Regions from separate parts of the Sus scrofa genome. Here all the other regions are linked to region 1. A link is a contact called in public HiChIP or PLAC-seq data. All regions are on one chromosome and are shown on one strand. The core of a region is the stretch at or near the end of the contact, and the rest is flanking DNA. Distances in the headings are between cores, read along the strand shown. Region 1 overlaps LOC102161888 (a long non-coding RNA gene). Region 2 overlaps ZSWIM6 (zinc finger SWIM domain-containing protein 6). Region 3 holds the start of ZSWIM6 (zinc finger SWIM domain-containing protein 6). Region 4 overlaps ERCC8 (DNA excision repair protein ERCC-8).

What was found. HiChIP or PLAC-seq counts read pairs in DNA pulled down with a chosen protein or histone mark.
Region 2: an H3K27ac HiChIP or PLAC-seq map of alveolar macrophages shows a contact between it and region 1. The contact joins two enhancer-like sites. A contact is called at or near these places in 1 of 47 Hi-C or Micro-C datasets (embryonic fibroblasts) and 1 of 2 datasets of contacts at active chromatin or transcription factors (alveolar macrophages).
Region 3: a contact with region 1 is called in an H3K27ac HiChIP or PLAC-seq map of alveolar macrophages. The contact joins the promoter of ZSWIM6 here to the enhancer-like site in region 1. A contact is called at or near these places in 1 of 5 promoter capture datasets (liver), 6 of 47 Hi-C or Micro-C datasets (embryonic fibroblasts, fetal skeletal muscle, omental adipose tissue and 1 more) and 2 of 2 datasets of contacts at active chromatin or transcription factors (alveolar macrophages and skeletal muscle).
Region 4: an H3K27ac HiChIP or PLAC-seq map of alveolar macrophages shows a contact between it and region 1. The contact joins two enhancer-like sites. A contact is called at or near these places in 1 of 47 Hi-C or Micro-C datasets (embryonic fibroblasts) and 1 of 2 datasets of contacts at active chromatin or transcription factors (alveolar macrophages).

Annotation. Positions count from the first base shown.
Region 1 is chr16:39,969,185-39,976,190 of Sscrofa11.1, forward strand. All of the region lies in intron 1 of LOC102161888 (a long non-coding RNA gene), which reads left to right. Among named protein-coding and RNA genes, the nearest start is that of SMIM15, 14 kb to the left of the region's middle. Within about 2 kb of position 3,182, at least 2 of the 83 cell types and tissues checked have an H3K27ac peak or open chromatin away from gene starts, as enhancers often do. A contact at or near this core is called in alveolar macrophages, where this site is marked.
Region 2 is chr16:40,119,774-40,125,998 of Sscrofa11.1, forward strand. All of the region lies in intron 1 of ZSWIM6 (zinc finger SWIM domain-containing protein 6), which reads left to right. Among named protein-coding and RNA genes, the nearest start is that of ZSWIM6, 17 kb to the left of the region's middle. Within about 2 kb of position 2,483, at least 5 of the 83 cell types and tissues checked have an H3K27ac peak or open chromatin away from gene starts, as enhancers often do. A contact at or near this core is called in alveolar macrophages, where this site is marked.
Region 3 is chr16:40,101,932-40,108,581 of Sscrofa11.1, forward strand. ZSWIM6 (zinc finger SWIM domain-containing protein 6) reads left to right here and starts at 3,568. Exons shown (of 14, transcript XM_021076973.1): 1 at 3,568-4,248. The coding sequence starts at 3,594. LOC110257311 reads left to right here and starts at 4,255. Exons shown (of 1, transcript XM_021076974.1): 1 at 4,255-6,650. The coding sequence starts at 4,692. The coding sequence ends at 5,408.
Region 4 is chr16:39,760,602-39,767,562 of Sscrofa11.1, forward strand. All of the region lies in intron 1 of ERCC8 (DNA excision repair protein ERCC-8), which reads right to left. Among named protein-coding and RNA genes, the nearest start is that of ERCC8, 6.2 kb to the right of the region's middle. Within about 2 kb of position 3,845, at least 5 of the 83 cell types and tissues checked have an H3K27ac peak or open chromatin away from gene starts, as enhancers often do. A contact at or near this core is called in alveolar macrophages, where this site is marked.

The sequences.
Region 1 (7,006 bases), core at 1,932-4,431:
TCTAGTGGAAGAATCAAAACCAAGGCCCCTGGGATTTTGGAACCATGGACATGCCATCTCTAGCAGATTGTTGTATGCTTGTTGAGAAACAGCTCTTGGCATATGAATGGGCCCTGTAGAAACTGAACAGTTGACCATTAGACACTTTAACTCATCCCTCCCTGCAGTCCCTGTCCAACTGAGTGACTTGACTTTTCCAACTCTCTCACTCCGTCTATATTTATTAGTTGACATTGTAATAAAAGGAAGTGTTTTCCTTTCTCCTTCTTTCATTTATTTATAAAAGATGGATTCATGGACTCTTATTAGTTAACAGATTAAAATCCATTACTGTTGTTATTTATTTTGATGTTCTCATTGTCCTAGATTTGACCAATAAGAATGTGTCCCAGGTGTGTCAGGATCTCCAGATGTTTCATGTCCTCATCATTCTTTGAGCCTTTCTTTTTGGTACAACCAGATGTTCTCAGCTTATCTTATACTTTCCCTGCCCAGCCCTGGAATCAACTGTTTTTTCAAGGAGCTCTGCTTTCTTTTCATGGAGAATGGTATCCAGGAACCATGATCTGAATGCTAGGTTTGCTTATTGCTACTGGTGTGTCATTGCTTATAGTTCCTCTCACCAGGCAGATATTCATACAAATATCCATTCATTTCTATATCTGTTTAAAAACTATGAATTTACACTGATGCCTTCAACTCCAATTTTTCCCTACTTTTTAGTCTTTACTTTTTTTCATATTTGTAACTCCCTCAACAGAAATGAAGTTGATTACCATTGTCCTCAGTATATTTACTCATTTGCTCAAGGCCAGAATAAATGGAAAGTAGTTTTAGACTTGCTAACTCATACTACCTTTAAAAAAAGAAAATTTACTAGATTTTTAGATGACCTGCTTTCAATCAGCTTCTCAGCTGATAAGCCATCTTTTAAATAAGGTTAATAAATTCAAACTTAAGCCCTAAATAAGCATGTCTAGGCCATAAGCATTGCATGACTCAAGGAATGAAAGGTTAAAGGACTTCGGTAGTCCAGGTCACTAGCTTTAATCCTCATGTCTACTGTAACTCACAATGGTTGACCCAGAATTGTTTATGTTGGGTAATAGTAGCTGATCATAGCTTTATCTTCCAGGTCTTAGTATAATCGTGTCATGGAGAATTGCCAACTCAGCTAAAAGAAAGGGCAAATTTCTCCTCCATGATGCTGTTTTATCTTTCTAAAAGCAAACTACATAGGTTTGTGATAAGTCATTTATGCCCATGTACAAAGTACTTAAAGCAAAATTTCTCAGTTACATCTTTTACAACCCTGCATTAAGATCATATCCTTTTAAAGATCATATCATGTTTTATGAGCTACTAATACTTTTGGACAAATATTTAGGAAATGATTCAAGTAAAATGTTTCTATCACAGACAGTACTCTTAACCTGGAAGGCTAGCACTTCCTGCACCAAAAACCAGTTGATTTGGGGGGGGATAGCATTCTGTAGTTGAATATAAATTAAGAATTTAGGGTTTCATGTAAATGATCTGTCAACATTAGGTTCAAGGATGCAAGTCCATTTGTGCCTTAACACCATTTATTTTTGCCTTTATTACTTTGTAGAGTTTTACTAAATATTGTTTTGGGGTTTTTTTTTTTGGTCTTTTTTTGCAATTTCTTGAGCCCCTCCCGAGGCATATGGAGTTTCCCAGGTTAGGGGTCGAATCGGAGCTGTAACCACCGGCCTACACAGCCACAGCAACTAGGGATCCGAGCTGAGTCTGAGACCTATATCACAGCTCAAGGCAACGCCGGATCCTTAACCCACTGAGCAGGGCCAGGAATCGAATCCGAAACCTCATGGTTCCTAGTCGGATTCGTTAACCACTGAGCCACAACAGAAACTCCCAAGTTTTGCTAAATATTGTTAAGAAATTTCAGTTCACCATCTTAACATTAAATGGTGAGTAGTCCAAAGACAAGTGAAATCTTTCGTGTTGATACGGTCTTTGAAGAAGGCTTAAATTTTTGTTACCAAGATCAGTATTCAGAATTGTCCAATGTTGGCGTTTCACTGTAAAATGTTCCTATTGTGGCAAAGCATTAACAAGCCTTACTAGTATCCATGAGGATGCAGGTTTGATCCCTGGCCTCAGTGGGTCAGGGATCTGGCATTGCCGTGAGCTGTGATGTAGATTATAGACATGGCTCGGCTCTGGCGTTGCTGTGGCTGTGGTGTAGGCCAGCAGCTGCAGTTCTGATTCAACCCCTAGCCTGGGAACTTCCATATGCCGTGGGTATAGTCATACAAAGACATACATACATACATACATACATACATAAACTGTGAAGTGAAATTAAAATTGATTGATCAGCTTAAGTCAGTACATTAACTTACCTACTTTGCTTGGTATTTTACCTTTAGATTTACTGCTACCTGCTCTTCACTAAAAACAAAATTTACCCTAATTCCTTAAAGTGGCCTATTTTCTGGCAACTCCAGGAAGAAAAAACAAAAAAGCAAAACAGAAGGGTAAGGGGAGTGTTGACAGAACACACAAAATTAGGATACAGAGACTAGTGAGGATGAGGACATGACCTATGATGGTGGAGTAAGGGCTGGAGAAGAGGGTTACTATGCTATTCAGTGTACATAATGGATGGGACTTGGAGGTAGGCACTGAAATGCAGAGGGAGGAGCCGGGATGACTCCCAGCTTCTGGCTTGGCCATTGTGGTGATTGACTGTAACTTTGGCAGCAAATATGTGGGAAGCAGAAGCAGAAGATAGGGAAATGAACAGTTCAATTTCAAACCTAAGTTTAAAGATTCAACAAACAACTGGTTGCAGTTGGCAGGAGAAATGAACACCAAATTACTGTGTCACTTGCCAGAATAGCACCTTTGTGGATGATTTTGTGTATTTGGAAATAATGGAGAACATAGCTGCTATTTTGTCTCTGTGTTTTGGTGATTTGCAGTCAACTTTCAATAAGACTTGAAGATTTTGAGAATTAGCTATGTTGGCTTTTAGAAAGCATTTTATTTCATTAAACCAAATTAACCTTTAAAATTGAACCATATTGCCTGCTTTTTACCATTGACTTTTGTCCATTCACTCATATCATATACTTCTCGTTGGGCACCTTTGCCCCACTTCCCACTTATGTGAGTAACGCCTTGGTTTGCCCAACTATTAGTAGAATTTTGAACCGACATCAGATTACATTGTGTCATAAGGTAGGAAGGTTCTGATGGTGACACCCACATATCTTCATTATGATCTGGTCATTGTTTTAATTTCAAAGGAGCAGTACCTTCAGCTCAGTACCTCAGTCTGTTTAAAGCATGTTAATCCCACATATCAGAGTGAAGTTACGTGTTCTTTTTATGAATTCCTGACAGTGTGACATGTGCTTTCAATCTCCTCAACTCTTATAGGGATTTTTTTTATGTTGGTTTTTTTTTCTTTCTTTCTTTCTTTCTTTTTTAAGGAGCAAAGATATCTAGTATCCCCATTATTCATTATTGATAAACTGACACTTTTTAACTTTTAAAACTATTTTCTTTCCTCTCTAATCTAGACAATTCATATGCCCCCACAGGAGGCAGGGAAGCCACAGGGAACTACAACTGGATCTTACTGTGAAAGGAAGAATTGCACGCTGGTTGTCAGGCCTGCCTTGAGGCTGGTGTAAAAAAATGCTGATGTCCGCATAGCATGTATCGCTCAAGTAAATCAAACCTGTAATTCAACTTGGCTGCCTCTAAGTCACTTTGATTCCTGCCAACAAGAACATTAATGAACTTAGTATCTCTACAGGTTTATTCATGTGTAAGACCCAATTCCTTATTCCTCATTCCAGCAGCTGTCTCTCCTCCATCTGATAAAGTGGAAAGTTGGAATAGGTCACACAAATCCACATCATTACTTAAGCCCACATTCCTGTGGGCAGTATTTCTAAGTCTTCTGCCTGGTTTTAGGATAGGAAACAGTTTCAAGGACTTGGATTTGAAAAAAATCCTTAAGAGTAGTAATTCTTGTCATGAAAAAGCATTTTGTGAAATTCAGCTCATTTATGCCTTTATTCTTCCAACTCTTATTTTCTTTGGACAATGATAAATAATTCAATTATGTTGTACAGTACTTTTGCTTTTGGGTGTTGAATCTCTGTGAATTTACATTTGTGAGAACATTCCAGAACACTTATTACTTCCATGGATTTTCCAAAATGCCATGAGATTAATATAGGAATTATGAGAAAGTGGACATGAATCTAATTTGTCAAAAAAATTTAAGATAAAAACATAAAAGAATATAAATCAGTTATTCCCAAATTTGTCTACACATTAGAATCATCTGTACATCTCTCTAAAATTCCAACGCCCAGGCCATACCCCAGACCAATCAAATCACACTTTCTGGAAGTGGAACACAGGCATGATTCTAATTCGCAGACAAGGATGGGAACCACTAACCTCGACAATTCCACTACATTGTGATTTTACGAAAACCAGCTGTAGCTTCTCCTAGACTACCCTCCCTGCCCTAGGTGGGGTTGGGGGGGTTCTCTGCTGTGCAGCTTCTCCATCAACTCCATCAACTTTGAGCCTAAGCAAACCTACTACATGAGAGGTAATTCAGTCACTGAAAGGGAACAATTAACAATTAAAGACCACAGATGGATATACAGTAGTAGATTGCACAATTTTTAAGTTATTGTTATGTGGAGTTCCTGTCGTTGCTCAGCGGAAACTAACCCAACTAGGGACTATGAGGTTGCAGGTCTGATCCCTGGCCTTGCTCAGTGGGTTAAGGATCCGGCGTTGCCCTGAGCTGTGGTGTAGGTTGCAGATGTGGCTTAGATATGGTGTTGCTGTGGCTCTGGCACAGGCCGAAGGCTACAGCTCCAATTAGACCCCTAGCCTGGGAACTTCCATATGCCACGGGTGTGGCCCTAAAAGGACAAAAGACAAAAAAGAAAAAGAAAAAGTTATGTGTTAAAATTTTTCCTGATAGCCAGTTTTGTGTCTCAGATTTTTCTGTTCCATTTTCATATGCTGATAGGTTCTTATGCAGTTTAGTTTTATGACACTCTGGTTGTAAAACACAGTGATTGTTTTAGAACCCCTTCTTTGACTTAGCCATCTTTAACCTATCTAACTCAGAGAGGGTTACACATTGAGTGAGAATTGTTTGTTTGCCTTCTTTAACACAGTTTCACACAAAGAAAAGTATTTAAAATTTTATTTTCTATGCCACACAACACCTTACTTAAGCAATCACTGCCAAAACTGAAGGAAGCTTGATTTTAAATATAACAACTGTTTATTCATAGGAAGTGAATTTACATGGTTGACATCCTTTATCAGAACACTAACATTTGTACAAATAACTGCCGTGCTGACCTATAAAATTTTAAATCTAATAGCATACCCTGATAAAATAATTATTTTGCTATATGCTTATATATATCTTGAGAGAGATTAATTAAAGGAAATAAAATCACAGTTGATGGTTGAAATTATCTGAGTAAGTGTGATCTTGACGTTAATGAATTAACAACTAAGCTTCTTGCTATTAGTATTTAATTAATTTTAAACCACATTTGATTAGAAACCATTTACACTTAATTTATGGTCTAGTGTTCAATTAAAATCATCTATACTATATTATGTGCAGGCTCTCAATCCTATTCTTGCTTTAGTATATATCACTTTTTGGTCACTGAATGCCCCTGAGGAGTAGAAAAAGCAGACATATGGCTGTGTTCTTCCAATTTCTCATAATATTTTTCACGTGGAAACTAGCAAAAAATTTGCTTAGAAAATGTACCTTTTTAAACTGAGATTTATTCTATAAATAATCATTTGTGAGGGGTGGTAGAAACAAATGAGAATGCATGTCTGTCTAATTAAAAACAGGAAGATTGAGATAGTTCCCATCATGGCTCAGTGGAAATGAATCTGACTAACATCCATGAGGAGTCCGCATTGCTATGAGCTGCGGTGTAGGTCACAGACGCGGTTCGGATCTGGTGTTGCTGTGGCTCTGGCATAGGCAGGGAACTTCCATATGCCACAGGTGAGGCCCTAAAAGACAAAAAAAAAAAAAAAAAAAAAAAAAAAACCTGAGATGTTGCAGTTATTTACTAAAGTGACTTTTTTCATATGAAGATTTTGGGATAAATCATTATCAAGGAAACTAAAGACAGCTGTGGTATGTTGAAAGCACACTAGGCATGTACTCAAGAGGCCTGGATTTGAAATCTAGTTACTGACAAATGTTTTTATCCCTCCTCAATTAAAATGCTGTTTTAATATATGGAGTTTATATTTGATCCCAGAACACATTTGTTTCTGCTCCATGAAAATAGTTATGTGTTATTTTTTTAATTTCATTATAAATGGTAACTACTTCCAACATAATGAGATTTGATTTTAAAATATCATAGAATTTGGAGTTCCTGTTGTGGCCCAGTGGTTAACGAAACCAGCTAGGAGCTATGAGGTTGCGGGTTCGATCCCTGGCCTCTCTCAGTGGGTTAAAGATCCAGCATTGCCATGAGCTGTGGTGTAGGTCACAGATTCGGCTCAGATCCCATGTTGCTGTGGCTCTGGCGTAGGCAGGCGGCTACATCTCCAATTAGACCCCTAGCCTGGGAATCTCCATATGCTGCAGGTGTGGCCCTAAAAAGCAAAAACAACAGAAAAATAAATAAATAAAATATCTTAGAATTTGTATTTGAATGTGAGTGATATTTTGGGAAACTCTAATTCAGTGCGACACCATTTATAGCAGTGATATTGGGGAACAGGGCTACCAGTTACGGTCTATGTCTTTTAAATCATGTTCTTAATGTATGTAGTTCTATTTACGGAAATATCCTTTCACCTATAGTAATTTTGTGCCACATAATGAGCTATAATGTAGATATAACTTAGATAGAATAATTCAGCTTCATTGGAAGATTGTTCTGTATCTCTGTCTTTCTCCTTTCCTTTTTGCAGAATGCAT
Region 2 (6,225 bases), core at 1,233-3,732, 150 kb after region 1:
TCTGTGCGTGGATTGGCTACTGCATGTCCAAAGAGCTAGTTTTAAAAATTTACTCCTTGAGGTGCAGTTTCTCTCTTTGATCCTTTATAGTTGTGGAGCAGCTGCTTTTCTGTTTCGTTTTGGTTTGCCCTTTTAATCATTTAGAATTGAGCTTTGAACCCAGATCTTTCAAGAAACCTTATTTGTTAATAAATCCAAAAAATTCTTTGTCTTGACTCTTTCAATAAACCTTACTTAAGAAATATAGAACTGTCATACTATTTTAAGAAAAGATAAAGTAGTATGTCAAGTTCACATATACTCTCAGTTTCTTTCAGTGCAAGTAGGTAGACCTTCTAACATTTTACAAGGGGTTGTTGTGGGGATTGACATTGGCCTGTCAGATTCATGGCCTCTTCCAAACTTGAGAACACAGCTGTGGCGCTCATCTTTGATGTACACGTTGGAGGAAATAAGTGTTTTTAGGAGAAATTGAAGTGTGTAGAATTGTAGGTTTCTATGTATCTTTAATAGAGGGAACAATAAGCTATCAAAAAACTCCAAATATGAAATGCTAACAAAGAAAAATATTCTTCCATGTACTGTTATGGGTTCATTTTAAGTTTCCTGTTGTTGAGTAGATATTTCTGAGCTTGGTTTTTGGGGTGAGACTCACGAGTATTTAAATACAAAGTCCCTTTTTGGAGTTGAGAGACAAATTTGCTAGATTGAAAAGAAATCCTGGCGAATTTTAAATTCAGGACAGTCACCTATTAATAGTGCTCTTGCAGTGTGTATATAGTAGACATTGAAATGTCCTTTGAAAGGATGATAAGCTTAGCTTATATGTCTCCGTGTGTGTACCTGTGTGAACTTCTCTTAGTTGAAAAAAGTAGCTCCAAATTTTAATTTATATTTGATTTTCTGTATCTGCATTGCTGTAACTTAGTCTTTAAGGAGATATTTCGAAAGGAATATGATCTTAAGATGGGAAGGTTGGTTTTTAAGACTTGGTTTATTATTACCAGTATGCTTTTACGGATACCATGTAAGATTGCTTTCTTCCTTTTCTTATTTGAGGGGACTTTTTTCCTTTTAGCTATTTAACCTGTTAACAGCATCAGCTGAAAAACTGTTCTGAAGGCAGTTTATTTGTTAGATGATTCCAGCTTCTAAAGAAATAATTTGGTCATTCTTGTTCAGAAGAGTACTTTAGGGTTACCAAAGAAAATAACTTTGAGTATTAAATACCTTTGAGGGATTAAGAAATTACTTTTCCTTTTATTTGATATTTCACTTTTTATATAAACTGGTTTTTTAAAAGCTTTTTTCCAGATGACTTGCAAAGCACATGTAACTTAAACACCCCACAAGATCTTACACATTGTGGGAAGACATTCTCTAATTGATAGGAATGTTTATTAAACTGGCCTACAAAATACTGATGACTTTCTCTTGAGGTAGAATTTTTTTAAGACTCAATTTTGATAAGAAAATCTTCTAGGAGCTTTTGGGTTGGTGAATGTGTGGTGATTTGGGGAGAGGGGAGTGCCTAGAACAGCGTGGAAGCTTTGTGTCCCATCCTACATTTCTCTATGCTCTTCCATCTGGCTGTTCCTGACTTATATCCTTGTGTGATAAGCCAGTAATCTTTTCGAAGACAGCAGAGTAGAAGAACTTGAGCTCATCTCCTCTCACAAAGACACCAAATCACAACTAACTGCTGAACAACCATTGACAAAAAAGACTGGAAACTACCAAAAAGATATTCTGTACCCAAAGACAAAGAAGAAGCACAACGAGATGGTAGGAGGGGTGCTTTAGTGATGTGAGAAAATCCCATCCCACTGGTGGCTACAGACTGGAAAATAACTATATTTCAGAGGTTCTCCCGTAGAAGTGAGAGTTCTGAACTACATGTCAGGTTCCCCAGCCTGGGAGTCTGGCATTCAGAGGAGGAGCTCTCAAAGCATTTGGTTTGGAAGGCCAGCAGGGTTTCAAGACAAGAGCTCCGCAGGACTGGGGAAAATGGAGACTCCATTCTTAAAGGATGCACACAGGGTTTCACGTGCACTGGGACCCAGGGCAAAACAGTGACTTCATAGGATTGTGGGCCAGACCTACCTGTGCATCTTAGAGGGTCTCCTGGGAAGGCAAGAGTCTGCTGTGGCTCATTGCAGGAGCAAGGACACTGGAGGCAGAGGCCCCAGAAAATAATCATCATTTTTGACATGAGCTCTCCTGGAGGTCACCATTTTGGAAATGAGACCTGGCCCCACACAACATCCTGTAGGCTCCAGTGTTGGAAAGCCTCAGGCCAAACAACCAACAGGGTGAGAACACAGCTCCACCCATCAGCAGATGTCCAAAGTTGTCTTGGGCACAAAGTTAGCTCTAAACACACCCCTGGATGTGGCCTTGCCCACCGGAGGGACAAGACCCAGCTCCACCCACCAGTGGGCAGGCACCATTTCCTCCCATCAGGAAGCCTGTGCAAGCCCCTAGATCAACTTCACCCACCAGGGGGAGACATCAGAAGCACGAGGGACTACAACCCTGCAGCTTGCAGAAAGGAAACCACAAACAGAAAGTTAGACAAAATGAGACGGCAGAGAAATATGTTCCAGACGAAGGAACAAGACAAAACCCTAGAAGAACAGCTAAGTGGAGAGAGTCATCCTTAAGACTTAGTTTTGCATGAAATGGGACATACCAAGCAGTTTTTTGAACAATAATTGAGCAATAGAGTGTTACTCCCAACTTGACTCATGAAACGGGACGGATCCAGATACTTGAAGACCTCGTGTTCCCATTTGCCCTGTCGGTTTGGCTTATACCTCTTTTTTCTGGCATAATCAGGAACAGTTAACCTGTTTTACTCTTATGAATGTTCCATGCTAGATGATAAAATACATGGTTACCCTAGTTGTATATCTTGTTTTCCAGAAAGATAAATCAGTTTAAAATTATACTCTGCATGCACACATTGCTACAGCATGTGTGTAGGGAGATAGGAAGGAAGGGAAAGAAGAGTTGTTGGGGACTGAAAGTAGACCTTTGGCTTACCTTTCGTCTTCATGAGTGGGCTCCACTCTTTCAGATAGGAAATAGATGATTTTGCTCTGTGTTCTAATTCATACCAAAAGGAAGCAATTAATGAAAAGATTCTTGATCTCCATGGGTTTGATTCCCCCCCTACTTTTTGTTAACTTAAAGATATGTAAATTTTCCTTTCATTATTTGATATTTAGTGCTTGAGCATATGTTTGTATTAATGATACAAATCTGTTTTACACATTTCTTTTGATTGATGTTTATGGGTACTGCTCATTTTAGGTATTTGCAGTTAGACACTTCTGTGAGTGTGTGTACCATTTACTGATCACATGGCCATGAGCTGAAGTAGATGCCTGACCCATCAGGAGACTAGAATCCTTTTCCCTGGGTCTTATCTTTACTACCGTTTACCCTTAGGCAGATCTCTTCCTGGCTCGGGATTTCCTTGAGTCCTTATAAGATGGAAATAATTACACCTCTGTCACCTCTATCATGAGGCTGTAAGAGACCTATATGGCAATACATGAAAGTCCTTGAACTCTAAATAGTTACACAAGAGGAAAATAAATTCTCTTATGCTCTGGTTTTTACCTAATTTTCTCCATTTATTGTAATTTTCTTCTAGCTTTTTCTATTTCCCCCAAACTCTGCAATTATTGTATATTGATTTTGTAATCAGAGAAAGAAAATTTTTTTTTCTTTTCATTTTTAGGGCCACACCTGTGGTACATGGAAGTTCCCAGGCTAGGGGTCAAATTGGAGCTACAGCTGCGGCCTACACCACAGCTGCAGCAATGCCAGATCTGAGCCGCATCTGTGACCTACACCACAGCTCACGGCTCTGCCAGATCCTTAACCCACTGAGCAAGGCCCAGGATCAAACCCACATCCTCCCGGATCTTAGTCAGGTCTGTTAACTGCTGAGCCACAATGAGAATTCCCTATTTTTATAATGTATGCTCTTTCTATGTGTATATACACATGCATGAGTAAGATGGGCTTTTTTTAAGAGTGTTACTATCAGCTTGTAAACTTAGCAAGCAGGGACCAGCTCTTATGATACAAGATTGTGATACAGGATGGTGTTGTCGGTATTCTCCCTGTGCAGAACCTTCAGTGACTTCCCTTTACTTAGAAGACTAAAGTCATTCATGGATGTGCAAGGTCTAGCACGATCTAGTCTGGACCCTCAGCTACCTTTTGCACACTGTTCTCTCTTGCCTTTCAGCTGCCCTTGCCTGTATTCTTTTTTCTGCTTAGAGTACTCTTCTTTGCCTGATTCATGCCTAATTTTCAACTTAGCGTAGAGAAAGTTCCTGGCAAAGGGTTCTCTCCTTTGTAACACTAATCATAGATTCCTTTGTGGTTTTGGATTGTATTCCCCATTAAATTGTGTATGCCTTTATGTATGTATTTTTATATTCACCCCTCCTAATAATACAACCCTTTGCACATAGTTGACTCTCAGAAAAAATTTGTTGAATAAATGTGTGAAGGCAGTGGTGTTTTACTTGGGAAATATTTTTCTGACTCTCCAGGAAGATTTAGTGCTTTTACTCAATGGTTCTCTCTACCATCTACCTCATACTTATCCTACAAAGTATGTCAGTTTGAAAAACAGTCTAAGTTTGTGTTTGTGGCCTCTTTGGGCCACTCCCAGACTATCCAAAGGTACTTTTTCATTTGTTTATGCTGTTAGAGGGACTTCCTTAGAAGAGTTTGAGAAGCTCTCTTATCAAGATCAGTTGTATTGGTATGTAGGTTTATATAACATGAATTGAGAAATTCATGAATTTGTCATTTGATAATCTGGGAAAAAACCGAACAGCCAAAGCTTTTGAGAGGATGGTAGGGTGTGTAATTAGAGCAGGAGACTCTCACCCACATGTGTAGGTCAGTTCTCTTGCATAGGAACAGCTGATCATCATGATGGGCAGGGCACTGGCCTTGAACATAGCTCCTATGCAGGGTCGCTTGGGCCATACAGTGGGTCTGCCTTCAGTATCTTTTTCTATTTGTTACTCTGTGTATTCTTGACTATGCTTGAATTTTTCTCTTTCATTTTTTTTGTCATGTTAATCTTTGATTATGCATGTTAATCGAACTCAAAAGGAGCCGGCTAGAATGATGCATGTAGGAAATATCAATCAAGTGTCATATAAATTTATTTCTATCCCATTAAAGTGATCTTGGACAAACTTGAACTTTTTTCAGTTATCTCATTTGGGTTGGGATGGGGGCTAAACTCTCTTTGAAATATGTGTTCATTTGCTGTTTTATATAGTTGCAGCTTGTAATATCTACCACTTTTGACTACCAGCTCTGTGCTTTACAAGCATTGTTTCCAGCCCTCATAACAACTTTGGGAAGAAGGTATTCTTTTCATTCTGTGGCTGAAGAAATAGACTTGAAATGCTAAGTTATTTGTCGAGGAACACCCAGTGGGTCTGTGCTAGACGGCCTCTCAAGTGCGATTTTTTTCATTGTCCCATCTTCTTTCTCGGTATTGCCAGGCAGTTCTTTGCCTGCATGTGCACAAAGGAAACCATTCAGAGACCTCCTTGGTCTGTAACACCATTCAAAATCAGCTCCAACCTTTGAAAAGTATTCCATGATTTCTGGAATGTACTGTTTTATTTTTCCCTCTATGATAGTAGTAATGGATGTATGATCCATAGTACCTTCTTGCTTCTTGGAGTTGATACAGTACTCACTTGACTTTTCTTCTTTGCTGAGCTTTTTAAAAAAAGTTTTAATCTCCTTATTTGATAACATTAATATTTTGGCTTGAAACAATTACCATTTTCTCTTTTATCAGTTCCTTCATTTTAGTGGGAGATTTGGGGGCAGTTTATGTAGGAGGTGCTTTAGCTGTGTGGGGCTGCTGAAGTGCACACAGCACCATTACTGGAAGGCAGTTCCAGGTGCTAGTGGGTTGTGTTAGCTCTGTTGATGGAGAGATTTAGTAGTTTGCTAAAGTACTGGGGACATTCTCATCTTACTTACTAAGTTATAGCCTGAGTACATGTCTAACTCTTAGAGCAAGCCTTAAAATATTTCTTGCCTTTCGTTTTAGGAAACTTATCCATTTGCATGCGAGGTAAGATGAGATACATCTTTCCAGACAACATCCAAGGTCTTTCTCTTCTATTCCCTCCTGTGTGTAACTATGAAAACTGTGTAAAGGAA
Region 3 (6,650 bases), core at 2,318-4,817, 130 kb after region 1:
TGATGGGACATAATAGAATTCCTGTTGAGGAACTGGAAGTTCTGTGAGATTTTAAGTAAAGATGAGGCTGGAAATTTGGGTTTGGTCAAGATCATATCTGAATTTGGACTTTTCCTAGTAGGTGGTAGAGAGTCATTTAGAGGGACATGAGCAGAAGGGTGACACAACGAGAATTACACTTTAGGAAGCACAGCAGCTGGGTGGAGGAGGATTTGCAGGAGGAAAGGTTATACAGACATTTCAGTGAGGAGGCTGTGCAGAGTGAAGAGGAAGAATAACTGACTGAGTGAGAGGGGCTGGGATAGATAATGTGGGAAGTAAACCTATATGGGAGTTGCAGGCAAAGGTGAAGAGGAATAAATCTCGGGGGCCTGTGATCAGGTGACAAGAGTAATAACAATCTAGGGGAAGTAAGAGAACCTGGTTTCTGGGAAATATGGTATTTTGGGTTTCAGGTGACAATGGTAAAAGGTGCTGGCCACTAGGAAGAAATAAGTGAACTGAAGCAGAGACCACGGTTGTGAGTTGGGTTGGGTGGAAACTCTCCAAGGGGCAGGCCACTAAAAATGGAGAAGAGGACCCCTCTATAAGCTTCAGGGCAGGGTGTCCATTAAACAGTTTGGCAGAAAAGAAACCTAAAAATAAGGCAGAGAAAGATGAGATGGAGACACTGAAGGGACAGAAGAGTGTCAGGAAAACCAGAGAGAGGAGGACAGCTCAAGACAGAGCGAGTAGTCTCATTATAAAAGACTAGTAGAGGAGTTCCCCTCGTGGTACAGCACAAACGAATCTGACTAGGAACCATGAGGTTTTGGATTCAATCCCTGGCCTTGCTCAGTGGGTTAAGGATCTGGCATTGTGGTGTAGGTCGCAGACATGGCTCGGAACTGGCGTTGCTGTGGCTCTGGTGTAGGCTGGTCGCAACAGCTCCAATTAGACCCCTAGCCTGGGAAAATCCATATGCTGTGGGTGTGGCCCTAAAAAGACAGAAAAGACATAAATAAATAAATAAATAAATAAATAAAAAAGAGAGAGAGAGAGACTAGTAGAGAGGGAAAATTGGGTTAGGCTGAGTTGGTGGCTCTGGATTCATCTTTGAACAGAGAGTTGAATGAAATCCCTCCAGTGTAGGATGATGCCTTAAATACAGTCTCTTTGGTTCAATACAAAATCAAGATCTCTAAACATTAGGCACTGCCAAAGAGGTCTACTTTCCTGTGCAATATGAATTAATTTCTTCCACTGACACTTCACAGGATCTTGAATGAGTCACTTATCCTGTCTAGAGGTATGAATTTTGTCATCTTTAACTTTCCAGTTCAGCGGTTCTGCCTGTATGTGTATGAATATGCTTGGTAATCTACACAGTATTACACAAACCTAAATCCTGTCATTACTGTTTGAGGATAGAACAGAAGCCACATTTTACTTTTCGACTTTCTTCTTTTATCACCTATATTTTTAAAAATTAAAATCTTTTTATTTTTCAAGAAACCCAGAAATGGAACAACTGGAGGAAAAACCTTCCCCCTCCCTTTTGCCCATAAAGATATTCTTCCAGTTTTCTGCCCAGGCCTTTTCCTAAGCATTGAGGAGGTGCCCAGAAAAATACCAGATGGATATACAAAAACATAATGTCACCAAAATTTTCCTAACAAGTAAGGCAGCTATGGAAAGTCGGCCAGCATCAGGTCCCCTGGGAACCTGCAGTCTGGGGCTTGGTGAGGCCTGAAGAGGGAAAGAACCAAGACGTGGAGCTCTAGGTCTCCGGGGCCCGGCCCTGAGTGGACGATTTTTTAAAACTCAGGAGCGCTCTTACCCCTTTAAATCCAAGCAACGAGGAGGCAGGTGGCTCTCCTCCAATAACCTTAAAAGATGCGAGTGTCAAAGAAGATAGGGTTTATCTTCTACAACAGCGACAGTATCAGTGACATGGTTTACAGCAAAAACAGAAGGCAGGGCAAAGAGTAAGGGTGTCTCTAACGTGATAATTAAGTCTGTGTCTTGGACCCAGGTTCGACGGAGCTCTGCTGAGTGCGAAAAACAACGTCCGTAGCGTTCCTGGTTCAGCCTGGGACTCTCCGCTTCTACCCTGGCCCTGGCCCCAGCAAGCTGTGTCCTCTGTTCGCCCGCCCTGCACGCTGCCTTTACCCTGGAGGATGGGCCGCTCGGGGCGGCAGAGAGCGCGGCGCACATCCCGAGCGCCAGGGCTCCCCTCAGCCCGACGCCTGGGGCCGAGGCGTGCCAGATTCAAGTGCGCACCAAGCGCGCTCGCAGCCGCCGTCCGCTGCGGAGCAGCCGGGGCGCGCCGTCTGCAGTTGCTGGGCTGTGCGCTCGGGCCCGTAGGGTGTGTGTGTGTGTGTGTGCGCGCGCGCGCGCGCCCGCCCGTGGTGTCTGTACTCACAAAGGTGTGTTTGCTAAACCCACTGCCCCCGGGTGCCCTCCACTACGAGCCCGATCACTCTCAGGCATGGACTGGTGTATCCGCAGCGCGGCCGCGGGGGCGACAAGGGCCGGTTCAAGTTCCCCAGCTCCGCGCCGGCGAGCGGGCCGGCTTCCTCGCCCGCGGGGCTGAGGAAGCGCGAGGGCGGGGCGGCTGTGGCTGGCTCCGGACGCAAGTCGCACTGCTACTGGGCAGGTTCGGAGCGCTCTGCGCTTTATCGGACACTTTGGCAGGCTCAGGAGCCGAGACAGAGCGGACTTGGAGCTCGGGGCTGGGTGCACTGCAGCCACGAGGGGCAGCGGGGCTGGTGCTCTCCTCCTCCGCCTAGGTTTGCAAAAGTGAACTGGAAAACAGCCGCGGAACGCAGCCTCCTCCCTTTTCTCCGGCGCCGCAGCCTGGGCTGGGGGTGGGGGGAGTTCCTCCGGTCTGACTGGAGGGGAAGCGGGCGGCCGGGCAGCTTCAGCCGCACCTCCTCCGCCTTCCTCTCCACCCCGGTCCCCGGGGTTCCACGCCGCATTTCTTTGTTTTGAAAGCGCCTCCTCCGCCCAGAGGCTTTTCCCCCGGCGGGCAGGCTCTGATGGGGGGGTGGGGCATCGACCCGCCGGCCCCGCCCTCCATTTAGCTCGGACACCTCCTCCTTACTCACCTCCTATCTCCCCTTCCCTCCCCGCTGCGACCCACGAGGCGCGTCCTCACTTGCAGGACATCAAAGGATGGCAGGGAATTGGAGGGGTAAGTTGAGTAGGCTAGGGGCGCAAAGACCCACCCACCTTAGGCCAGGCCTGGCGGCCCGCCCCCTCCCGCGGGAACCCTGCCAGAGCCCCGCCCCTCCGCGTCACAGCAGCCTGACATTCTCACAACCCCACCGGCACCCAACCCCACCGCCCCCGCTACCCTGGTGTCCGCGGAGTGCTCTATTTATGTTTCAGCCCAGCGATTTGCATAGGGCCCGCCCCTGGCCCTAGGTCCCCCTATCGGTGCCCCGCCTCAGCCAGGACGTCATGGAGAAGGCCTCGCCTCTTGTGCCCATACAAGGAGCGGCGGGCCCTAGATGGCAGCGTGGCGTCGCGGCGGCGTGTGCGTGTCGCGCTTCCTTGTGCCGTTTATAGGGTCTCGGCACTTCCGCTGTCGGGTTAGAAGCGGCGCGGTCATGGCGGAGCGCGGACAGCAGCCTCCTCCCGCGAAACGGCTCTGCTGCCGGCCGGGCGGCGGCGGCGGCGGCGGCAGCGGCGGCGGGGCCAGCAGCGGCGGCGGAGGAGCGGGTGGCGGTTACAGCTCTGCCTGTCGGCCGGGCCCGCGGGCGGGCGGTGCGGCGGCAGCGGTGTGCGGGGGCGGCGCAGCGTTGGGGCTGCTGCCACCGGGCAAGACCCAGAGCCCCGAGTCGCTGCTGGACATCGCTGCGCGCAAGGTGGCTGAGAAGTGGCCGTTCCAGCGCGTGGAGGAGCGCTTTGAGCGCATCCCGGAGCCGGTGCAGCGCCGCATCGTCTACTGGTCCTTCCCCCGCAGCGAGCGGGAGATCTGCATGTACTCGTCCTTCAACACCGGCGGCGGCGCCGCGGGCGGCCCCGGCGACGACAGCGGCGGCCCCGGCGGCGGCGCGGGCGGCGCGGGCGGCGGCGGCTCCTCGTCCTCGCCGGCCGCCACCTCGGCCGCCGCCGCCGCCGCCGCTGCCGCCGCCGCCGGGGCCGGGGCCCCGTCGGTGGGGGCCGCCGGGTCGGCGGACGGCGGCGATGAGACACGGCTGCCCTTCCGCCGGGGCATCGCGCTGCTGGAAAGCGGCTGCGTCGACAACGTCCTGCAAGTCGGTGAGTCACGGGGCAGTCTGGGGGCCGTCTGTCCGTCGGTCAGTCCCTCAGGGGGGCGCCCGCCCCCTCCCCTCTGGGCAGCCCCTCAGCGCAGCGCGCGCCCGCACCCCGCCCGGTGCCCTCACCGGCCCGGACAGTCCTCCTGAGTGGAGCGCCCATTTCCTCCCCGCCCCTCCCCGCCCCCTGTCTCCCCGGACGGGCCAGCGCGAGTGGGAAATGAATCAGCAGGACGCGCCCCGCCGCGGGGTCGGCGGGGTGGGTGTCGGGTGCTCCCGGTCCCCTCCATTCCTCCCCCTCCTCCCCCGGAGCACGTCCTGGAGCCCTGCTCGCCTGTTTTGGGGGGTGAATGTGGACAAAGGCACCGGCGGACGGCCGGGCTCCGGCGGAGGGTGTGTGTGGCGGGGCCGTGCGGGGCGGGGGAGGGGGCGCGGGCCGCACAGACAATGCCGGCCGGTGCCGAGCGGGCGGCCGGGCCGAGCTCTATGCTCTCTCTCCTCTCTTTCCTTGTCTGTGGCTCGCTGAGCGTCTTTCTTTCTCCTCTCCCCCTCCCTCCCCGCCCCCTCGATTTGAGGGGAGGAAAATACATTTTAATGCCACTCGGCGGCCGCTCCTCTCAGGGCTTCGACGGGCTGGCGGCCGTGGCGCTCCAGGGGTCGCTGCGGCGTCTGGGCTGGCCCGGACGAGCTCCGCCGGTCGCCCCGGGATTTAAATGTCCTTCGCTCCGCGCCTTGCCCTGTGGGAGCTGCGCGGGCGGCGGGCTGGACGCCTCTCCTGAGGGATCTCTCCCGCCGAAGACGCCCCCCGAATTAAAGGGCGCGAGCCGGGCCGGGAGCGGCTGGCTCTTCCCCTTTCCGAGGCATGCCCGGGTTTCCTCCCGCCAGAGTTCTCTTTGCGCGAGGGGCCGGGGGTCGCGCTCCGTGCGAGCCGCGGGGAGCAGTGACGGCCCGGGGCTCGCGGCCGGCGGCTGCAGGAGCGCGAGGCGGAGGGGCTCCGAGGCTGCTCCCGCGTCCCGCCCGGAGCGACCGCCTGGCAGCCGGGCACGACCTCGCACTTTGTTCTCATTTTCAGGTTTATTTGTGTTCCTTTCAGTTTTCTGTCACCTCCGAAAAGGGGAAACCAAACAAAAGAGTCTCTATTTCTTTTCAGGGCTTGTAAAGTAGAAGATATTTGACAAAGGCGAGAGAAGGACTTGTGATTTAAAGCTGCACAGCCCTCCTTTCTCTGACAGACCATGAGAGTTTTCTCAAATACCGAGTTTTAAGAGCTTTCTCTGTTCTCCCCCCTCCCCCCACCTTCCAGTGTGTTTTTCTGGTCAATTTTTTTTTTTTTTTAAAGCTATAGTCATGGGTGTTTGAGCTGGACTGAAAAGAACAATGCTGTAGTGAAGCTCCCCTTTCCCCATATTTTTGTTCTAATTGCAAGCAGTGTATTTTCTACTCCCTCTCATATTGCTGTCTATTTAGATTGTGGTGGTGAACATTTTTCCTAATGAATGGGGCGAGATTTGCAAGCGTCACTGTCTCTGATTTTTAATTTAATCTTCTTTCCTTAGTCAGTTCCTTTTATCTTTCTTTTTGGGAGTCGGGTGGGGGTCTGGGTAGGGGCCCCAAGAGAGAATTAAGATTTGTTTTAATCCTGTCTGGTTAATTTGAATTCTAATGCAATCTGCAAATGTGATTTTCTGCATGGTCATTTATTTCTAAGGCAGCCCCCAGTGTTGCCTTTTCTAGGTGAGATACCCTTTCCTAAATCTAGAGGAGGATTTAACTTCTGAGGTTATCCATCCATCCATTTTTTAAAAAAATCTAATTAACATTCTTTCATGTTACACAGCGCATCACCGCCCCCCCCCCTTTCGTTTTCTGCCTGGTTGAAATGGATTGAAACACATCCATAGTTTCTCAGTATAACAAACTAGAGTTTGTGAGTTTTTATGGCTTGGCTGGCAGTGTTGAGTTTTTTTTTTTTTTTTTCTCCCTCCCTCTCTGTGCTTGACTCTGCTTGCAAGCAATGAGGAATGACAGAAGAGCACATAGGGAGGGTTTCTTGGCTGATTGCATTTAAGCCAGGAATTCACTGTGAAAATAAAGCCAAGGGACGATAAATAAAAGATGCAATCTTCTCTAGGAGACAGACACACAGCGTGGGCTTTGCCTGCTTTCATTGGTGAAGAGGCCTGGGTGAGTTGTAAAAGAAAATAGTAACTTTTTGAATAGTCCCCAGAGGGGAAGAAGGCCACTGAATGGAGTTGGCAGTGGTTGATATGAAGTAGTATGATGCTTCTCATATAGCTTGAAGGTTTACCGCCCGTTCAGAAACACTTACAGCTAAACAAGTGCTGTACATATTGTGGAAAATGTTCTTTTTTCCTCCTCTGAATTCTGGCAGTTTCCTTAACTTCC
Region 4 (6,961 bases), core at 2,595-5,094, 210 kb before region 1:
AGGGTGAAGGGGAAAGGAGCGAAAGAGAAGTGATGAGGGAAGACAGAGGAAATTGAGGTATAGAAAGTACGGAAAAGAGCAAGTCCCGATGTCTTTAAAAATTATTCTTTCAATCTCTTTGCTGTGAAATATCACATACTGGTTATTAATGGCCAGAATCCATTTTGATCAGTTGGTTTCCATGCCATGCTGATTGCTAAATATTTTATTACTGACTTATCTCTCCTATGGCAAATGGTTACTCAAATTTTCTATTTAATTTCAGCTTCAATCTTTCATATTAACTTTTTGTTTTGATGTCTTAATATGGCTTAAATAACTTCTATTACATTCTTTCACATTCTTCAATGATGAAATCTCTATTTTTTTAGGCTAGGATATTTCTTTGAATACAACTTTCCCGGGTCCTCTAAGTCATGGAAATAGTTTTCCTGGCTCTCCAGATAATTTATAACTTCAATTTTCATTTCATTTTTGATTCAAGAGTTATTTGGAATATAATTCCTAAGTCTTCAAACATTAAATTAGAAGTGATGATGATGTTCTCAGTAATTAATTTACTTCCAATTTCTTTAGCTTATGATCAAAGAGTATGACCTGCAAGATGGCTATCATTTTGAATTTGTCTAAGTTTTCTCTGTGGCCAAGCATATGAAATTTTAATAAATGTACCACTGACATCTAAAAAAATATATACTTCTCCATTTAAGAGATGTAAAGTTATATATGTGTGTTAAGTTTGGTGTGTTGTTTATTAATTTTCTCCATATGTGTGTATTTACTATCTACTCAGGACCATTCTAGAAAAGAAACTAGTGTCAAATTTTCCTTACATTTTGCTTTATATTGTTAACTGCTTGAATACATGTTTTATGATACTAATTTTTTTTTTCCTGTTTTTCCTTTTTAAGGCCACACCTGCAGCATACAGAAGTTCCTGGGAAAGAGGATGAATTGGAGCTGCAGCTGCCAGCCTATGCCATAGCCACAGGAACAGTGGATTTGGGCTGCAACCTATGCTGCAGCCTGTGGCAACATGGAACCCTTAACCCACTGAGTGAGGCTAGGGATCAAACCCACATCCTCACGGACACTACGATGGGTTCTTAATCCACTGAGCCACAATGGGAACTCTGTATACTAATTCTACATTATTGTGCTTTAAATAATGCAGTCCATTACAATATTTGGTGCTTTTTATATATCATGCTCTTGGATTTTAAGAATCAATATTATCAAAATGACTATACTACCTAAGGCAATCTACAGATTTGATGCAATCCCTTTTTTCACAGAATTAGAACAAAAAAAATTTTTAATGTGTATGGAAGCACAAAAGACCCCAAATAGCCAAAGCAATCTTGAAAAAAAAAAAAAAGAACTGGAGGAATCATGCTCCCTGACTTCAGACTATACTACAAAGCTACAAGGTCATTAAAAGTGTATGGTACTGGCACAAAAACAGAAATATAGATCAGTGTAACAGTGTAACAAGACAGAAAAAAAAAAAAGAAAGAGATAAATGTACATACAAATACAAGATCAACTAATCCATGACAAGGGAGACAAGTATATACAATGGAGAAAAGTCCTTTCAATAAGTGGTACTGGGAAAATGGACAGCTACATGTAAAATAATGAAATTAGAACATTTTCTAACATCATACACAAAAATAAACTCAAAATGGATTAAAGGCCTGAATGTAAGGCTGGATACTATAAAACTAGTAGAGGAAACATAGTCAGAACACTCTTCAACATAAATTGTAGCAATATCGTTTTTGACCCACCCCCTAATAAGGAAAATAAAAACAAAAATAAACAAATGGGGCCTAATTAAACTTAAGTTTCTGTATAGCAAAAGAAACCATAAAAAACAAAACAAAACAAAAACAAAACCCACGGAATGGGAGAAAATCTTTGCAAACGAAGTGATTAAAAAGGTCTTAATCTCCAAAACATACAAATATCTCAGGCAGCTTTATAGTTTAAAAAAAAAAAAAAAAACCGAAAAAAAGGGTCAGAAGATTTAAATAGACATTTTTTCCAAAGAAGACAGATGGCAAAAAGCACATGAAAAGATGCTCAACATCACTAATTAAGAGAGAAATGTAAATCAAAACTATAATAAATAATCACCTCACACCAGTCAGAATGGTCATCAAAAAGTCTACTAACAACAAATGCTGGAGAGGTTGTGGAGAAAAAGAAACCCTCTTACCAACCACTACGGAGAACAGTATGGAGGTTCCCTAAAAAACTATATATAGAACTACTGTATTATCCAGCAATCCTACTCCTGGGCATATAGCTGGAGAAAACCATAATTCAAAAAGATAGATGAGCCTCTACGTTCACTGCAGCACTATTTTCAATAGCCAAGACATGCAAGCAACCTAAATGTCCGTCAACAGATGAATGAATAAAAAACACATGGTATGTATATACAATGGAATATTATCCAGCCATTAAAAAGAATTAAATAATGCCATCTGCAGCAAAATGGATAGACCTAGAGATTATCATACTAAGTGAAGTAAGTCTGATAAAGACAAAATAACATATGACATCAATTACAGGTGGAATCTAATAAAAATGATACAAAAGAACTTATTTACAAAACAGAAATAGCCTCAAAGACTTTGAAATCAAACTTATGTTACCAAAAGGGAAATGTGGGGCGGGGGGTAAATTAGCAGGTTGGGATTAATATATACACACTATCGTATATAGAATAGACAATTAACAAGGGTCTACTGTGTAGTACAGCAAAATCTACTCAATACTCTGTAATAACCTATATGGGAAAAGAATCTGAGAAAGAATGGATATATGTACATGTACAACTGATTCACTTTGCTGTACAGTGGAAACTAATATAACATTGTAAATCAACTATACTCCAAAAAAATTTAAAAAACAAACAAAATGTTTGGTGTTTTTAACCAAAAAAATCTCACCCTAACTTAATATAACAGTGACTTCTGCATTTTGCTTACAACTGTCTAATTTTTTATCTCTACATTAATTTATAATATTTAAGAATTTATAAATTATTTTAAACATATTTGGAGGTATTATTATCTTTTACAGCTGCACCTGTGGCATATGGAAGTTCCTGGGTCAGCCATCAAATTGGAGCTGCAGCTGAGGCCTATGCCACAGCCACAACAACACCTGATTCAAACTGCATCTGTGAGCTATGCTGCAGCTTGCAGCAATTTTGGATCCTTAATCCACTGAGCGAGGACAGGGATATAACCAGCATCCTCACAGAGACAACAATGGATCCTTAACCCGCTGAGCCACAACGGGAACTCTGTGTTTAGCTTTATTTTATTTAAAAAATTAATCTGGGAGTTCTCATTGTGGCTCAATAGGTTAAGAACCCAATTAGTATCCATGAGGATGCTGGTTTGATCCCTGGCCTTGTTCAGTGGGTTAAGGATCTGCAATTGCCGCAAGCATGGTGCAGGTCACAGACACACCTCAGATCTGGTGTTGCTGTGGCTGTGGTGTAGGCTGACAGCTGTAGCTCCTATTTGACCCCTAGCTGGGAACCTCCATAAGCCACAGGAGCAGCCCTAAAAAGATGAAAAAAAAAGGAGCCACTCCAGTTCTGGGTAAGATTAATAAGCAAATGCCAACCATTTCTCTAGAAATTCAACTACAAAAATCAAACAAAATGCATGGAATACCTATTTGAGGACTCTGATAAGTAAACAGCAGCAGGCGGATTGGGGGAAAACACCAAAATTCAACATACCACCAAACCAACTGCTAGTTTATTATTATTTTTTCTCCTCTGCTACTTCCTGGCCCCAGTTTAATATAGTTAGAAACCAGGAAGTGAGCACTGTGACACAAAGTTTTACAAGCAAAAGAGGGAACTGCAGTAATCAAGGTCATACAGAAATCACTCATATATATTTTCTCTTCTCTCCATTCTCTTGTGGCCCAGCACCTGGCAATCTGACAGCAGTAATGGCAATGGCTGGAAATGATGGCCTAAGGGTTGCCAGAACTTTAGGGGAGGGAATCTGTTTTCTCTGTTCATCAAAGCTCTGATTCCACCAGATTGGGTCCAACTCCCATTGCTTTCTTCCTCAGTCTTCTCACTGACAGGCCCAGATCTGGGCCCAGATGCATATGGCAGAACTGGGTCACTAGGGCCAGGGTTTCTGGCAGGAGGACCAAAAGAAGTCCTTGTGAAGAGAGGTAACAGAAAGATCACAGAGACAGAGAAGCTCAGGAAGGCAACCTCACAATGAAGTTTTTTATGAACTCCAGGACTCATCATTGAGTGGAGCATGCATTAGCTAACTTCAAGTAGCTTACAAAAGATTTTGAAAACTAAACTAACAGAGCACCACTCAGTTCACAGACTACAAAGTGGCATACTGGGGGCAGATGTGAAACAGCTTTGAAAACTGAACTGACATTGGGACAACACACATAAGAAGGTAAGAACTTTCAGCTTGAACCTAACCTTGCCAATTGCCTCTTTGAAAAAAAAAAAAAAAATTGTTCTTCACAGGACTGAAGCAAGACCCAGAGTCTCAGAACATTTCAAAATATCCAGGGTACAATCCAAAATTACTCTGCATACGGAGAATCATGGACATTTCAACTGCTATGGGAAAAGACAATCAACAGACACCAAAGCTGAAATGAAACAAATGTTGAAATTATCTGACAAAGAGATTAAGGTAGCCATTAAAATATGCTTAAACAAGCAATTGTGAACATAATTGAAACAAATGTGAAAAAAGTAATAAAAAGAAGCAAATAAATAGAAGATGTAATTAAGGTATAACAGAAGATATAATCAAGAACTAAATGAAATCTTAGAACTGAAAAATATAAAATTATTCTTCATCAAAAAATTTAATTTTCATAAAAAACAATTTTTCTTATGGACTAAATAGCAGATTAGAGATGACAGAGGAAAAGTCAGTGACAATACTGGACAGAAATAAAGGCTGAAAACATCCCAAGTTGTAGAAGAATATAAACTATAAGAAGCAGAATAGGAGTTCCCCTTGTGGCTCAGCAGAAACGAATCCAACTGGTATACATGAGGACATAGGTTTGATCCCTGGCCTCATTCAGTGGGTTAAGGATCCGAAGTTGCTGTGAGCTGTGGTGTAGGTTGCAGACATGGCTTGGATCTGGTGTTGCAGTGGCTGTGGTATAGACCAGCAACTGTAGCTCCGATTTGACCCCTAGCCTGGGAACTTCCACATGCCAGGGTGCGGCCCTAAAAAGCAAAAAAAAAAAAAAAAAAAAGGGCAGAAGATTCTATGATAAATTCTAAGAAATCTATATGTAAATATATATTATATATATATTTTGCAAATACATATTATAATCAAACTGCTGAAAACTGAAAAAACCAAGAAAAATTCAAAGCAACTAGTGAAAACGGCAAATTACTTATAGAGAAACAACGATTCAAATGACTGAAGATTCCTTTTCAGAAACCAGAGATCCATGACACTTGCTCTAAAAGAATTGCTAAATAAAGTTCTTCAGACAGAAGTTAAGTGATATAAGGAAAGTTGGGATATCAGGAATGAAGAGAGAACAAAAGAAATATTAAATACCTAGGTAAATAAAATAGACAATGCTGTTCCTTAAAATATGTTTGATGAAACTGCAACATTGTCCAATGAAGTTTATATATAAAATGGCAACATATATGGTGGAGGGTAAAGGGTGATAAAGTTTCAATATGCCAAATGAAAGAGTAAAATATTGATTCTAAGCAGAAAATGAGAAGTCAGTGTTTTATAATTCCTATAGCAACCACAAAAAATATTATACAAAGATATACAGTTAAAATCATAATAGATAAATTAAAATGGAATACTAAATAATTTTCAAATAATCCAAAAGAAAGCAGGAAAGGGGAAATAAAAAATGTGAAACAATCAGCACTTTCATCCACTGCTGATAGATATGTAAGCTTTTAGAAAACCGTCGGCTTCTTAAAAAGTGCCAGGTATTCACCCAAGAGAAATAAAAGCCTATGTCCATAAAAAGACTTGTGCATGAATGTTTAGAGCAACTTTATACATAATAGCCAAAAACTAGAAACAACTCAAATGCCCATTAAGAAATGAATGGATAAGTAAGTCCTGGTATATCCACACAATGCAATATTCCTCATCAATACAAAAAAGAATGAATACATGCAACAGGATGGACAAATTTCTATTATTCTGAGTCAAAGAATCTACACAAAATTTCATTTATATGAAATTCTGAAACATACAAACTAATCAATAGTGACAGAAAGCAGATCAGTGGTTTGCTGGAGTAGAAAGAGTGTGCAACAGGGAAAGAAGGGAGAGAGGGATTTCAGAGACACAATGAAATTTGGGGGCTTGTGGATGTTTGTTATCTTGATTATGATGATGACATCGGAAGTGTTTATTTATGTCAAAACTCATTAATTATATACTCTAACTTAATGTGCAATTTACTGTATGTTATTGTACCTCAAAAAAGTTGTAAAATAAAAAAGGAGACTTTGAATTGTAAACCCTGCATTTTAGTGTTCATACCTTTGACCATAGCCAATGACAAGAAGCTAGGGCAAATTACAGTAGATATATTCTTGACTAAAACAGGACTGTATAGTTGTTTATTTAAACTAAAGCACGACTCGGGAGTTCCCTTCGTGGATCAGCAGTTAACGAAACCCACTAGGATCCATGAGGAGGTGGGAGTAGATTCCTGGCCTCGCTTAGTGGGTTAAGGATCCACCCTTGCCGTGAGCTGTGGTGTAGGGTGCAGAAGCAGCTCCGATACCAAGTTGCTGTGGCTATGGCATAGGCCAGCAGCAGTAGCTCCAATTTGACCCCTAGCCTGGGAACTTCCATACGTCGCGGGTGAGACCCCAAAAAGCAAAAAAAACCCCAAAAGAACCCCACACAACTAATGAGGGGAATCAAAG